Linked DNA regions of Pan troglodytes: region 2 is linked to region 1. The links are chromatin contacts, called in public HiChIP or PLAC-seq maps. All regions are on one chromosome and are shown on one strand. The core of a region is the stretch at or near the end of the contact, and the rest is flanking DNA. Distances in the headings are between cores, read along the strand shown. Region 1 holds the start of ANTKMT (adenine nucleotide translocase lysine methyltransferase). Region 2 holds the start of GNG13 (G protein subunit gamma 13).

Region 1 (3,173 bases), core at 501-3,000:
AGGGCCCTGGTCTGGTCGGAATGAAGGATGATGGCTGCCTCAGGCGCTAGAGGCAGACCTGTCCACAGCTGGGCAGGTCACTTAAGCATGGTTCCTCTGAGCAGGTACAAGCACGAAATCCTGAGGCTGAGGAAGCTGGCAGGTGCAGGGGACCCCTGGAAAGTGGGGGCTGTGCCTCCAGCCAAGCCCCAGCATCCAAGGACCGGCAGCCACTAGGCCGTCTCCCAAGGAGCAGAGCAGAGCCCGTCAGCCAGCACAGAACCCTCCCACCCAGCCCCCCATAAAACATGAGTCAGGATAGAACCCACAGAGTCTTTATCGTGTCTAATACTCAGCTGGCCTGAGAAACAAGGCCCCCCGGGATGGGGGCAGAACTAGGTCCGGGGGCAGCCTGGATGGGTATCCGCAAGGAGAAGGCCTCCCCAGCCTGCCCACCCTCAGGAACATCATAAGCCCATACTCGGTCCAGGCCCTCGCCAACCACGGCCACAGGCTGCCAGGTGGGGAGTGGGAAGCGCCCAGACACCACGCGGGCCCCGGCAGGCAGCTCTGTCCGCAGCTTGTCCTCCAGCAGCGGGAGCTGAGGGAGAGAACAGCAGAGTAGAGGGGGCGGGGCCGGTAGAAAACAGCCGCGCTCACCCCCCTAGCCCCAAGCCTAGCACCCACCAGGCAAGCCCAGGCCTCAGAGCAGCAAACACCCTGGGGTGTGGCTGGGGCTTCCCAGCGGGGCTGGCAACCCCGGACCTACCACGCTAGGGGCCAGGAACACAGACACGTTGCGGCAGTCCCTCAGGCTCACCTGCCGGAAGAGAAGTCGCCCCAGCCGGGGAGAGGCCTGGTGGGCACCGGGTCATCGCAGCTTCCGAGTCCCAGCCCCCAGCCCTCGCAGGTGTCAGCCGCACCTTGGGCTGTCAGCGGGTGGCCAGGGATCCCCAGGTTACCTTCCAGAGATCCTTGCGGCGATAGCAGACGCTGCCGGCACAGCCGGCCCTCCAGGCGTGCAGCCGCGCCAGCGCCACCAGCCAGGGGTTCAGCTCGTAGCCCACGGCCGGGCGGAGGCCGCACCTGTGGGCCGCCAGCACCTGTGGGCACCGAGAGTGTGGGAACCAGGATGTGGGCAGGGGCGCCCGCCGGCAGGTGGGCGGTGTGGGGCGGCGAAGACCCAGACGCAGGCACTTACGATCCTGCCGTCGCCAGAGCCCAGATCCACCGTTTTTCCGGGGCGTCCTCGCAGCAGCGACAACACGTGCTCCACCTGCCGCGCGCTCGCGCCGACGTAGGGCACCTGGACCGGGTGGCGGCGAGAGTCCACTGGCCGCTCCCGCCCCGCCCGCAGCCCGGCCCGAACTACCACACGGGGGGGCGGAGCTCACCCCGGCCACGCCCAGACCTTGAGACCCTGAGCGGCAGCCGAGCTCCCCTGCCCGGCCTGGCCCCGCCCCGCACCTGCAGCCGCAGCGGCACGCGCCGGAAGCCGGGCTGGAGCAGCAGCGCCCACACCGCGTAGGCTGCCAAGCCCGAGCCGGCCGCCGCCTGCAGCAGCTCCAGCGCGCCCAGCCGCCGCTCGCGCAGCTCCGTCAGCGCCTCGGCCGGGTCGTCCTGCTCCATGGCTGCGGGACGCGCGGCTCGTCCGCCCAAGGTCCTTCCCGGCTCGGGTCCGCGGCCCTCGCAGCCTGGCCTGGGGCTGGCGGTGTGCCCGGTGGTGTGCCCTCTGCCTCCTGCCGGGAGCCGCCGCGCGACACCGGAAGTGGCCGGCAGAGCCTGCGCGGTGGGTCCGTTGCGCTGTGCGCTCCGCCCAGCCCGGCTGCCCTCCCGCGGGTTCCGGCGAGCTGCAGCCTCGGGGGCTCTGCCCCGCCGCGTCCGGCTCCAAGCCTGCGAGGGTCGGCTCCGTTGGTCCGCTCTGCGGACCGCTGTTTGCGGCCTGTGCTGGCTGCTGGCGACCCGCGGAAGGGGACAGGCAGGCCCTGCCCTGGGGGAGCGCACGTGCCGGCGGGAGTCGGGATACACCCGGCGATCTCACGGGCTAGAGCCCCAGGGAAACGGGGCTGCGCGTCTTTGTCGTGGAATGAAGGGAAGTCTGCCTTGGAGAGGGGCGGTCCTGGCCCCAGAACCAGCCGGGGGCTCGCGTGGGGCGGCTGGAGCCCAGGGAGCCGGTGGGAAAGCGGCTCCCCGGGATGAGACAGCGTCCAGGCGCCAGCACCCCCATGACTCTGCCTCGGGGAGGCTGCTGGGGGCGCTCCGCTGACCCGGACACCCAGTGCCAGCCAGACCCCGGGAGGACATCCTTCCATTTCCCTCCTACAGCCTGAGCGATGAGCCTCAGTGGGCGGTGAAGGGATGGGGGGCTGGGGTCTGAGGGAGAAGGGCATGGAGGAGGGGCTGACACGGAGGAGAGCTTGAGCAGGCCCAAGAAGACAGATGCTGGCTCTCAGGCGAGTGTGGTGGGAGGAAAGCCGGATGTCACAGGCGGGGGCCTCTGGCGCCTGCCAGCTACAGGGAAGGCAGACAGCCCCGGGAGTGGGGAGATCACCTTCCTTCTCCAGAAAACAACACACAAAAAGACTGAGTTCCTGGAGGTGACCTTGTGAAGCTGGGGGTGGGAAGCGCAAGTGGAAGAGCCGAGCTCTGGGTCAGGCAGCTGGGCCACGACCTCCACACCCAGGGTAGGGCTGGACACCCATGAATGTTGGGGGTTGTCTGTGCGTGCCCTGGCCTAGCTCCTCCTTAGCCATCCGTGGCTGGGGTCTGGAGCCCCTGCAGGGACAGAGGCAGCTTCCAGACATGGGTATGCCCCAGACCACAGCCCCCAGCTCCCAAGTGCAGAGTCTCACAGGCCTGCCCACGTTGGCCCCAGCCCCACCCAGCTCAGCGTGTCCTGTCTCCTGGGGGCCTGGAACGGCCCTCCCAGGAAAGGAAGGGTGTATGTACACTGAGCTCTAGGGGGAGCTGACAGGGCCCATTCCTGTCCTGCTGCCTGCATTATTCCCTGCACCTAGAGCAGTTACCTAGGAGGCTTACTGGATGAATGCACCTAATTGGACTCTAGCGTGCACTCTCCACTCTTCTTTTTTTTTTTTTTTTTTTTTTTGAGACTGAGTCTCGCTCTTTCGCCCAGGTTGGAGTGCAGTGGCGCAGTCTTGGCTCACTGCAACCTCTGCCTTCCAGGTTCAAGT
Region 2 (3,008 bases), core at 345-2,844, 92 kb before region 1:
TGTTCCCCCGCCTGGCCCTGGCTCCAAGCCACCTGCTGTCCCATGAAGGTGGGGGACATGCCCTGGGGTCCCCCCCACCTTGCCTGCGTCCTGGGGTGGCACACACCCCTCCCCTAACAGCCATTCCACTCTCTGGCGCCCAAAGTGGTGCCCCCAGCCACAGGGCGAGCCCTCAGCAGCCCAGAAACTAAGGTGCATCCGGAGTCACAGCACCAGGGGGCACAGGCAGGGCAGGGCGGGCACTAGGACCAGGGAGGCCTTGTCTAGCCCCCGCCATGCCAAGAGGGGCAACCATCTGCCCTGAGGAGGCGGCCTCGTGCCCTGGGCTTTAAGCTGCCCCACCCCACCCCCAAATCCATAATAAAAATAATCCCTTCCCTAATGTGCCCCAGTTCCAGAGGCGCCTCTGATCCAGCCGACCCACATCAGGGCGGGAGGTGCAGGTGGCCCCGATTCACAGAGTCACACTGGCGAGGAGTCCTGCTGAGTGACTTCAGGGACCTGAGCGCCTGAGAGGGACAGGGCCCACCTCTCCCCGACAACCCCTGCAGGGGCCTGGGCCACCCCAGGCAGGCCGGGCGGTTCCCTGTGACACTGGGGAAGGCAGAGTGACCTGCTCACAGGCCCCTGGCCCTGGCAGCACCCGCCGAGGGCCTGGCCCACGCTTCCCCGGGGGTGGCCCAGCTTCTGCAGGGACTGTTTGGGGAGCTTGGCCCTGTGCCCCCAGAGGCTGCTGTTGCTGCCTGGGCGCCCCCACCTAGGATGCAGCCTGGTATGTAAATCACCTGCTGGTACATAGGGCACAGCTCCCACAGGAGCCCAAGGGGTACACCCAGGGCAGGGTGGGAGGAGACACGGGGAAACGTGTCAGAGGAAAAGGGGCCAGTCTCAGCTCTGCAGGCTGACAGGTGCGGAGGCCCAAAGGGAAGCCCCCTCCCCTGAGCCTTGAGGTCACACAACCCGAGCCCAAGTGCTGCAGCTGGGGGCACCTCTCCCGAGGCAACGTGCCCCAGAGCACCCACAGTGGGCCGGTGTTGGGGACACCTCAGGCCGCCACTCTCAGCTCAGATCAGACTGAAAAGCACGGCACTCTCCTGCCCTCGGGAGCTGCCCCGTGCCGGCCACTGGTCTGGGAACGGGGGATCGGGCCGGAGCAGGGAGCTCCACAGAGCCCCGGGGCCCCTAGTAGGAAGAGGCTCACATCCCAGGGTGAACCACATGGCCCACACAAGATGCCTCTGTCAGGGGGGCACAGCTGAGTGTCACCTGAACCCTGCAGGCTGCAGAGGCTCCAGAGGGCAAAGGGTCCCAGCCCCATCCCCACTCCTCCCGGCTGGCCCAGGACACTAGAGGGGGAACCCACCCCCTCAAGTGGAAGGAAACCTCTCCACCAGGGCCCAAGCTGGCCCCTCAGGGAAAATGAACCAGCCCCACACTGGCCCCTGGCTGCATGTCCACCCGCTGGGTGAGCCCAGGGGAGGTGGCAGCACAGGCTATCTCTGGGGTCAGCCCAGCCCTGAGGAGGGGGTGGGGGCGGCGCCAGGGCCCAGGTGGCGGGAGGGGCGGGGCACAGCCAGGGCTCTGCCTGGCGGACTCCCGGAACATCACTTGGCCCTCGCTCTCACTCGCGGTCGCCTGGCCGTTGTCATTGTCCCTCCGCTGTCACCTTTTCAAGGTAGGTCCGATGAACAGGCCCCCAGGGCTAGGGAGGGCCCAGAGGCCCCGCGACTCTCAGCTGGCCCAGGTCAGTCCCCTGGGCTCACCCTAACTCCCGGGGCGAGGGCAGCTGCCCCGCAGGCAGCAAAACCCAACCCGAGCCGGTGCTGCAGGCAGGGAGGCAGCTCGCGCGGTGCGGGGGAGCTGTGTCCATCTGAGCGCCGTGCGCCGCCTGCAGTGCCCACCGAGTCCCGTGGCTGGGGGCGTCCACGGGGTGCACGGGGCGGGTGGCCAGGCTTGGCGGCAGCTGCGAGAAGGTAGGGCTGGGCAGCAAGGACTGGGCTGTGGGCGGGGCGCCAACACCCCGGGCCTGGGAGGACCCGCACGGAGCTAGTCCAGCACCCACGGGGCTGAGTGTAGGGTCTCCAAGGAAAGGCCTGCACCGGGGATGGGGGCGGGTGGGGGTGCTGGAACTCCAGGGTCTCCGGGAGGGAATCCTCTGCATGACCCTGATCACTCCCCCAGAAACCTGCCCCCACTCGCTCCCCAGGCTCCCACCCCGCTACGGGCAGACCCTCTGCCGGCTGCTGGGAGTCTGCCCAATTCACCACTGGGACCCCACCAGCCTCAGGCCCTGGGCCCCTCCCTAGGTGGCCGGTGCAGCTGCACGACCAAAGGATGGGGAGACTGTTGGGCCAGGAGCCCCCTTCACAGCCAGAGGCAGGCTCCCCCAAACTCGATGCCAACCCCCCACCCACCCTCCCAAGGTTCAGCCCTGTCTCCCAACCTTGGGGACGGGGGCCAGAGTTGGGACGGAGTGAGGGACTCCCTGGGCCCCTGGAGTGGGTAGGGGGAGAGGCAGGGGGCAACCCACCCCCACTTGCCTTGAACTTGTGGCAGTTCTGAGGGGTGTCAACCTGTGGCTTTCCCAGGCTGGCCACAAGCAGAAAGCACGCAGGTAACGTGTGTGTAGTTCCCAGACACACTGGGGACCCAGGGGCCACCCACAGCCCATATCCCAGACTCGGGTAGTATAGCCTGAGCCCCCAAGATCCTGAGCACACACCCCACCTGCCAGAGAAGCAAACTGCAGCAGAACATTCCTGTCCAGGAGTCCTGGCTGTGGACTGGGCTCTGCCACGCAAAGCAAAGGGGCGCACAGCGGGGCAGGGCAGGGGCCACCTCCTGAGGACCTGGCCCCACACCTCACACCGTGGTCTGGGTCAGCCTGCGTGGGCCTCAGTGGGAGGGTAGGAGCTGGCGGCCTGCCGTGCTGAGCACCCTTTCTGCTGCCTGCAAGGGACCTTCGTAAGGTGTGGGGGCCTATGGGGGAGTAGCTGAGGATGTAAAGT

The links. HiChIP or PLAC-seq counts read pairs in DNA pulled down with a chosen protein or histone mark.
Region 2: a contact with region 1 is called in an H3K4me3 HiChIP or PLAC-seq map of stem cell-derived excitatory neurons, with 4 times the contacts expected there. The contact joins the promoter of GNG13 here to the promoter of ANTKMT in region 1. A contact is called at or near these places in 1 of 7 Hi-C or Micro-C datasets (stem cell-derived neural progenitor cells) and 1 of 1 datasets of contacts at active chromatin or transcription factors (stem cell-derived excitatory neurons).

The regions. Positions count from the first base shown.
Region 1 is chr18:3,078,947-3,082,119 of NHGRI_mPanTro3-v2.0_pri, reverse strand. ANTKMT (adenine nucleotide translocase lysine methyltransferase) reads right to left here and starts at 1,750. Exons shown (of 5, transcript XM_001157130.8): 1 at 1,447-1,750; 2 at 1,181-1,285; 3 at 942-1,082; 4 at 749-799; 5 at 299-580. The coding sequence starts at 1,608. The coding sequence ends at 332. It overlaps CCDC78 (coiled-coil domain containing 78), which reads left to right. Exons shown (of 12, transcript XM_016929089.4): 12 at 105-307. The coding sequence ends at 216.
Region 2 is chr18:3,170,688-3,173,695 of NHGRI_mPanTro3-v2.0_pri, reverse strand. It overlaps GNG13 (G protein subunit gamma 13), which reads left to right and starts at 1,594. Exons shown (of 3, transcript XM_016929108.4): 1 at 1,594-1,675.